Regions from separate parts of the Sus scrofa genome. Here all the other regions are linked to region 2. A link is a contact called in public HiChIP or PLAC-seq data. All regions are on one chromosome and are shown on one strand. The core of a region is the stretch at or near the end of the contact, and the rest is flanking DNA. Distances in the headings are between cores, read along the strand shown.

What was found. HiChIP or PLAC-seq counts read pairs in DNA pulled down with a chosen protein or histone mark.
Region 1: a contact with region 2 is called in an H3K27ac HiChIP or PLAC-seq map of alveolar macrophages. The contact joins two enhancer-like sites. A contact is called at or near these places in 2 of 47 Hi-C or Micro-C datasets (embryonic fibroblasts and liver) and 1 of 2 datasets of contacts at active chromatin or transcription factors (alveolar macrophages).
Region 3: an H3K27ac HiChIP or PLAC-seq map of alveolar macrophages shows a contact between it and region 2. The contact joins two enhancer-like sites. A contact is called at or near these places in 1 of 47 Hi-C or Micro-C datasets (liver) and 1 of 2 datasets of contacts at active chromatin or transcription factors (alveolar macrophages).

What each region holds. Positions count from the first base shown.
Region 1 is chr14:124,248,746-124,251,445 of Sscrofa11.1, reverse strand. No RefSeq gene overlaps it. Among named protein-coding and RNA genes, the nearest start is that of NHLRC2, 87 kb to the right of the region's middle. Within about 2 kb of position 1,350, at least 3 of the 83 cell types and tissues checked have an H3K27ac peak or open chromatin away from gene starts, as enhancers often do. A contact at or near this core is called in alveolar macrophages, where this site is marked.
Region 2 is chr14:124,029,642-124,032,341 of Sscrofa11.1, reverse strand. All of the region lies in intron 2 of CASP7 (caspase-7), which reads right to left. Among named protein-coding and RNA genes, the nearest start is that of CASP7, 13 kb to the right of the region's middle. Within about 2 kb of position 1,376, at least 19 of the 83 cell types and tissues checked have an H3K27ac peak or open chromatin away from gene starts, as enhancers often do. A contact at or near this core is called in alveolar macrophages, where this site is marked.
Region 3 is chr14:124,178,440-124,181,139 of Sscrofa11.1, reverse strand. The region is part of intron 2 of NHLRC2 (NHL repeat containing 2); the gene reads right to left. Among named protein-coding and RNA genes, the nearest start is that of NHLRC2, 17 kb to the right of the region's middle. Within about 2 kb of position 1,364, at least 1 of the 83 cell types and tissues checked has an H3K27ac peak or open chromatin away from gene starts, as enhancers often do. A contact at or near this core is called in alveolar macrophages, where this site is marked.

The sequences.
Region 1 (2,700 bases), core at 101-2,600, 220 kb before region 2:
GGGAACTGGGGAGAGGGAATTCAGTCTTCTTGGCCACCCCCCCACCCCCACCCAGAGTGGCACTTCTGTCATGCTGATCTGGGGCAAAGGGAGCAAGGGAATGAGTCATGGCTCTAGTGCCACAGATTCTTGAGTTGCTAGTAGATTTTCTTGAATAAATGTGTCTTACTTTGCTGTACGCAATTGAGACAATTTACAGAGGTTTTTTGTTTGTTATTTTTTTTTAAGATAGATTTTACCAGTCGTGCTTGTTCACTGGAGAGAAGGTCCTCAGAACTCCCTGGTGACATCCAGAAGTGTGCCTAATCTCTAGCGTTAGTTTACCTCTGCACAGAAGGTGCTTTCCTTTTTGGCTTTATAACTTAGGTGGCTGTGGACAGTTCAGGAAGGGCCAACAGAAAAGAGAAGACCAAGAAAGAGGACATTGGAGGCATATATATGGGGAATTAATATTGAATTGGAGAAAATATTAAGGTACAAAATAATTAACTTTAAAAAGAATAGGTTAAGATTATGAAGAGCTTAGAACATGTTCATTGAGCAACAAGCAAGTGGGATGCTTGCAATATAGAGCAAGTCACATAGATCAGACACATAGACAGCCTCTTTGGAAGGTTGATAAATAATAGAATGTACTGCCTATCGAGGTTGCAAAATAGCATTTTAAAATAGGCTGGATCCTTGTCTTTAGATGGCTGACTGAGTGACTAAAATGCCTACATTCGTTATGATAGGATCTGGCAGAGGTACTTTATAAACACAAATTATTGAAATGACATCAGTGATACATACCTTTTATCTACAACACTGCACCAGAGCCAAACACCCATGAATATTTAAAAATTTTTAGAGCAAAGTCCAATTAAACCAAGTGAGGTTCTGGGCCCATATGATGATTATTTTGTTCTTTCTTCAGAAAGTTAAAGACGTAAAAGCAGCTGTCTTTCCTACTTGACTTTCAGCAAGGCTGAGTTAAGTGTGTTGCTGCCTAGACTGGGGCTCAGGGTAAATGGCCTCATTAGATCCCTGGCAATGCTTGGATTCTTAGGGCATGTCAGCTTCCTGAATATGGGTAAGCTATTGTTTTTCCCTTTCCACGATGGGGAGATAAACCCTACTTCAAATATTTATCCTCCTTATCTTGTTTACTCTAGTGGAGGGACTTTGTTGTGGGGTCATTTCAAACAAAATGCTAAAGATAGAACAATCTCACTTTAAAGAGATAGTTGTTATTTAATGAGATGCCTCTCTGCACAATTAAAATCTCAAAGTATTAGGGGAAGTGCATGTTCTCCTGTGTTGGCGAGATATAGAACTTGGCCTTTCTTCAGGATCCTCCTACTCTTCCCACGGCAGTTCAGCAATTTCTTCAATAAGAGGAAGAGGGAGCAGATACAGGAATACTATCTGTCAGCTTCTCTTAGCAACACAAAATATGCTGAACATACATTTAAATGGTAATTCGCCAAGTATGGTAATATTGCTACCTATTAAAGTTGTGCTGTAAGATTGACTGGAATTTGACTTTGGCATCAAAAGGGAAAACTAGGAACTATAGCTGGTCAAATACATACACAAATTATACATACTAAATTGTATATGTATGCCATAATTAAATAGATATTGATATATAAATATTTTAATACATGTATTGAGTATCATAGAGTTCTAAGGCATAAACATGGTTTAAAGATTATAGAGCTGTCTTTCAGCTAAAAAAGCTAAATCCTATCTGAACTAAAAGTCAATTTAAAGTGCTTCGATGAACAGCAAAATGAAGTACAATACTCATTAGTGTGAAAAAATTTTCATTTTAGTTTTACTAAAACCTGATGTTTTGAAAGCTGATTTGAAGCAGTCCTATTTATTGGTTTTCAGGGGTTTATCTCCCTTTTGGAAAATAACTAGCTCATATGGACGTATCAGTAGATGGTGATGAAGTGTCATTTTATGCACTGAAAGGCAAATTTCAGATTGTGGGAGTTTAGAAATACATTTGCTGTTATTTCAGTTATCCAAATTCCTTGATAATATCTGCTTTTAAACAATTGGCTAGGTAAGAATTGAGCATAAAATATCAGCAATGTCTAGCTGTATTCCATGTGTCATGAAAAAAAGTCACATCATAAAGAGCAATATATTCTTAATATCAACATCACAAATCTGTAAAATAGCACAATTACTTCATATTGGATAGACCATGATTTTATTTAAATTTTCATCTTTTGTCTTTTGTATTTTTATGGCTGCACCCGTGGCATATGGAGGTTCCCAGGCTGGGGGCTGAATTGGAGCTGTAGCTGTTAGCCTACACCACAGCCACACCAGATCCAAGCTATGTCTGCAACCAGCACCTCATGGTAACACCGGATCTTAACCCACCGAGCGAGGCCAGGGATTGAAACTCATGGATGCTAGTCAGATTCATTTCTGCTGAACCATGACAGGAACTCCTAAATTTTTGTCTAAATGGAGTTTAAAAATATACTAAGTAAGGTTTTATTTTATTATTATTTTTTTCTTTTTTGGCCTTCCCAAGGCATGCGGAGTTCCTAGGCCAGAGATTGGATCTGAGCCGCATTGCAGCCTCATCTGCAGCTTCAGCAACACCAGATCCTTAACCCATTGGGCTGGGCCAGGGATCGAAGCTGCATCCTGGTGCCTAGAGACACTGTGAATCTCATTATGCCACAATGGGAA
Region 2 (2,700 bases), core at 127-2,626:
ACCTGGGCTAGCTGCAGGGCTACCTTTACAATGAGAGGCATCCTTCTTCAAGTTCTCATACAACATGAGGCCTCATAAACTATGGCTCATGATGGACACAGACTGGGCACACACAAGTGTCCCTTTGTACTGAGGGGGATCAGTTCCAGGACTCCTGAGGATACCAAAATCCACGGATGCTCAAGTCCCATATTTAAATGGAGTAGTATTTGCATAGAACCTATGCACATCCTCCTTCAGACTTTAAATTCTCTCTAGATTACTTCTACTGCCTCAAACAATATAAATGCTATACGAATAGTTGCCAGCACTCAGCAAACCCAAGTTTTGCTTTTTGGAACTGTCTGGTATTTTTTTCTCCTAACATTTTCGATCTGCCATTGGTTGAATCCACAGATACGGAGCCCACGGATACAGGGGGCAGACTGTACTTATTTCTTCTAAGTCATTTTTTATAGTCTAAACACTTGATTAATTTTAAATTTACATGCTAAATATGTTTTTCCTTTGTGGTTTTCTGTGTTTTCCAAGGGTTCTTCAATAATCAGATAAGTAGAAGACATTTTAATAAATTTTTGTTTTTTAAGAATGGTGAATTAAGGAAGTCTGGTTTATTGAGCTCAGTGAGATGGATATAAAATGATGCTGTCCTGCCATCTAGTGGCAGTGAAACAAAAAAGCCAAGACAAGTCTCAGGGCCTGGGAGTACCTAGGACTGTTGAGTCCCACCCACGCTTTGGAGGCTGCAGTGGGGGTGGGGGTGGAAGGGGTCTTTTCTTTTCCCAGAATCCTTGAGGTTTCTAGGGGGAGATTGAGAGTCCTTAGTTAGAGTCAGGTGGGGGTGCTATTGCCCCTCAACTGCAATTATGTCCCTGCAATTCTGACACCCTAGAGAAGGGAGCTGGGGATGGGACGGGAGGGGGAAGGTGCGGGCCGTCAGCTGCAGGGAGCACCCAGAGCAGCCAGGCTGCACCCACACCTCGGCCGCAAGGGGTGCAAAGCTCCCCACACACCACAGAGGGGAGCACATGAGGGGCTATGGCACCTGCCGGATTTGCGGGAAACAACCAAGGGCTAGTGCTGTTTTCAGATGACCCCAGTTAGTTACAGAATAATGATCCCAGTTAGAATCCAGAAGGCACAGAGGATAAGTTCAGAGTGTCCGCACGCCACGTGTGATAAGGGGCGCTCCCTCTGTTCAAGTCACACTTAGTCTCACCCCATCATACAAGAGGTCCCTGATGCCATCCAAGTTGCTCTCTAGTTCTCCAACAACAAAGCAGAGAGAACAGAGGCCGCAGGTAGTCAGGGGAACACGGAAAGGCAGCCAATGCTGGGGCAGTTCTGTCATTGTGACACTAGAAATATAAACTGTATTACCCCTTTGCACAGCAAGAGGGCGCAGTGGGCACTCGTGACTGCAACCCTTCCCCGTGGTCCAGGTCCCACTTTCCTCAATTCCTTCGCCAGCCCCTCCTTCCACTTGGTCAAACGTCTGGCAGCTTCTACCTCCCTGGCACCTCTGTGGTCCAGCTGCTCCCTTCCAGTGGCCCCAGCCCTGCTCCATCTACTTCATCCATTCTGGCCTGGGACGCGCAACAGCCTCCTAACCCACTTCCGCTCTCCACCCAGCCACTCGTCAGCACTTTCCCCTTCACGGGGCAGCTCGGCTGTCCTGGTGGGCATCCGTAGGTATAAGTGATCGAGTCACTCGACCGCTTAAGTCCTTTAGTGACTTCCCCGTCCTTATTAGGATTGATTCCAACTCCTTCAGGTGAACTGTGGATAACCCCTTCTGCAATCTCCCTGGGGCCATCTCCCTGCATCTCTGCTCTGTCCCTTCCCGGCACCATCATTCCTCAAACACCAGTTCCACGTCTGCCTTCCGCAGCGGGATGTGAGTGTCTGGGTCAGAGACCACACTGATCTTGTTGCTCCTGTTCCTGGCTGCAGCCCCAGGGCCAAACACAGCGCCTGGCATGTGAAGGTGGCTACAGAGTCCTGGTGGAGAGCTTGGCTTGAGAGGCAGGTGAACGCAGGTTCAAACCCTGGCTCTACCACTAATCAACTAAGGGACTTGGCACAAGGGACTTATGTTCTGTCATTTCATAGATATTTAATGAGTGAATGAAATATTGAATTACTGACCAAAAATGTCATCTCACATGATTAAAGCCAGTGATACTTTCCTAGATGAAACTTTAAAATCTTTTAAAAAGAAGGAAAAACGTAAATTTTAAGGGTATGTCACAAATCGTGATTGAATTTTACTTGCACTGACTGCCTCCTTGGTAGGCAGTATGATCTAACATGGGGGTATGAGTTGGATGCCAAGTGAAGGCAGAGAAAATAAGCAACTAACATTTCACAACCTGGACGAGTAAGAGAGTAAGTTGATACTTACTGGAGCTCAATGTCATTCAATAATTCAAAAATCATGTCTTATAATTCAGACAACCAAAATCAGCAGTTTAGAAAATGGAACAAATATTTTGGAAACTACTTCATGTTTATTTTGATAAGATAAAATAATATTTTGATGCCAATATCAGCTACACTATAGAAAAGACACAGTGGATCAGAATCCAGATTATCCAGGCTTATTTACCTGAATTTAAGGGGGATTAAAAAAAACTGCACATCAGAGACCACATCTATTTTTGCAAAATGATAGGTGATGAAAGCAGTGCTCTCCAACCA
Region 3 (2,700 bases), core at 115-2,614, 150 kb before region 2:
TATGGGTGTGATCTTTTTAATAACCCTAATCACTTTGTGGACAAAGCTCCTGGCTTGAGAGTGCCCTCTTCTGACAGTTCCCTTTTTCTGAATTTCATTTTCAGACAGCACCACTGGAAGGAGGAGCTGATGTGTATTTTCTTTTGTTTCTGCAGCATTCTTAACTTTTCCCTCTTATTTTCTTCTTCCCTTCAGGAGACTATCTCCAAGGGAAACCACACACACTTCTATTATCTGAGTCTTTTCAGGAAGCAATGCTTCTCTGAGGCTTCTGTTCCCAGTCCCACACTCTTTCAAGAGCTAGTACTATGTTCTAGGGCATCAATACTAGAGCTGGAGTTGAGTTCTTTTTCTGCAGGTAAGGGGGTTTGTGTTTTGCCCAATTCCTCAGAACCCCTTTTTTTCATGGAGTCTTTTACACCTCCTCCATCCCTGTTCTCAGCACCTGCAAGCTAGCAGCAGCAGGATCTCTCATGGAGATAAGTGTATTTCTCAATTTACGGGTAATCTGAAGGCCATGATATTGTCTCTTAGTATCACTGAACAGAGGATCAAGTGTGGTTTTACTTACTCTCCCTGTTGTTTTTATGTCTAGGGAAGGGGAAAAGGAAAATGGGAAGATTCAAAATTAGGTAGCCACCATTCTCCTCCAAACTTTGAAGCAGTAGAGATACATTCTTAATTTTAACATCAGGTTTACTGGGATATAACTTAAAAGTAATTCTGTACTGTGATAACTCATTAATTGGGTAAATAAATACAACTGAGTCCAAAAACTAGCCACTTACTTACTGGAGAAAAACTAGAAGTTTTCCAATAAGATAAGGAACAAGGCAGAGACACCAACTGTTTCCAATACTATTTAACAATGATGTGGAACAGTGGTTTTAGACAACAAAATTAGATAAGAGTATTTAGATACAGACGTAAGAAATGAAAATTTTCTTTGCAAACAATGTAATAGTATGTTAGGAAAACTCCAGAAAATCAATTATAAAACTAACCCAAATAATAAAAGTCAGGACGCAGTAGAACTGAAAACTGACACACAAAACCCAACAGCCTTTCTATATCTACATAACATCTAGCTGGAGGATACAGTAGTAGACAAAACCCCATTTACAATAAATATGCAGAAACATATGAAAAGGCTTGTTCAACTCCACTCTAAAATGCAATTTAAAACTACACCAAGATACCATTTGTCATATAAAAGGAATACTAGATCAGCAAAAATTTAAAAGTATGTCAACATTTTATTGGAACAGCAATGGGAAAAGAACCACACTCATACACTGCTAGTGAGAATGCAAACTGGTGCAACCCTCCTGGTGTGGAATGTGGCAATATCTAACTAAACTTATGTACATTTAACTTTGACCCAGCAATCCTCACTTCCAAGAATTCATCCTTAAAATACACTATCAGCACTACAAAAATGTATCCATGAGATTATTCATTGTGTGTTAACTGCTAAATATTAGAAACAATATAAGGGCCAATACACAGGATAGGAAAGTGCCTGGATAAATCATGTACACACATACATACACAGGCTAAGTACCATGAAGATGTTAAAAACTACCAGGAAATTCTCTATAAACTTGTGTGGAGTGACTGCCAGGAAAAATGTCTCATGAAAAAACTGAAGTGCATAAAAATGTCAATAGTATGTCACTTTTTAATGTTAAAAAAAATTTGTTTTAAAGAAAAAGAACAGGATGAAAGAATGAGAAGGTAGGAATAAGCAGAAGAGAGGGGTAGATGAAACTATCCTTTCTGCACAGTTCTGACTTTCAGACCATGTTATAATTTTACATACTCGAAAATAAAATCAACCAAAACAGGGAAAGGGGGCTTAAAAATACAAAGAGAAACAAATGAATCTAGCTGTACTTCAAATGAATAGCAAAGCCTCATGGTGGGTGGGAGGGACTAGTTTAAGCAACTTTTAAATTAGTTGGGAGGAACTGGAAGAAAAGACACACCCCAGTAACAGTATGCACATCTAGTGCCCAGATCTTGTTTCTTCAAAATCATTCTTAATATTCAATACTATAAGGAATCAGAACTCCTTAGAGAAATGGCTGATTCAAAGATGGGGCTGGGAAAGTATAAGATGAACCTGGAAATATTTTTGGGGGGAACAAGTCAAGAAGTGCTTAGAGAATAATAAGGACATGTCAAAAGGACACAGGTGATAGCATGAAGGGGATCCATTTAGTCGAATGGGGACAATTTGAAAATCAAAATAAATGACTGTGATGATTTATAACAATGAATCAAAAAGGAATCCATGAGTTGAGTCAAAATATATTTTACATATGTAATATATGTACACAAATATCACATTACATCAAAATACATATATTTTTTCTTCCTGATGAATATACCCCAACACTTCTTTGAAAAAGTGATGACCAAGGTGAGATGTGAATGATGAGAAGATGTTAAACAGTGGAAACAAGGAATAAAGGAGATTATAGGAAGAGAAAACAACACATGCAAGAGGGGACAAGAAAGACTAAAGAAGGTAAGTGACTAAGCTCAGAGAACAAAGGGAAGCATGGGACAAAACAAAAATAAACACAGGATCAACCTGTTTGTTGAGGTAAATCACATTAGAGATTGAGATCTTTATCCTTAAAAGCAATGGAAGTCATACGGAAAATGTTTCAAATAAACTCATGAACTTCCCTT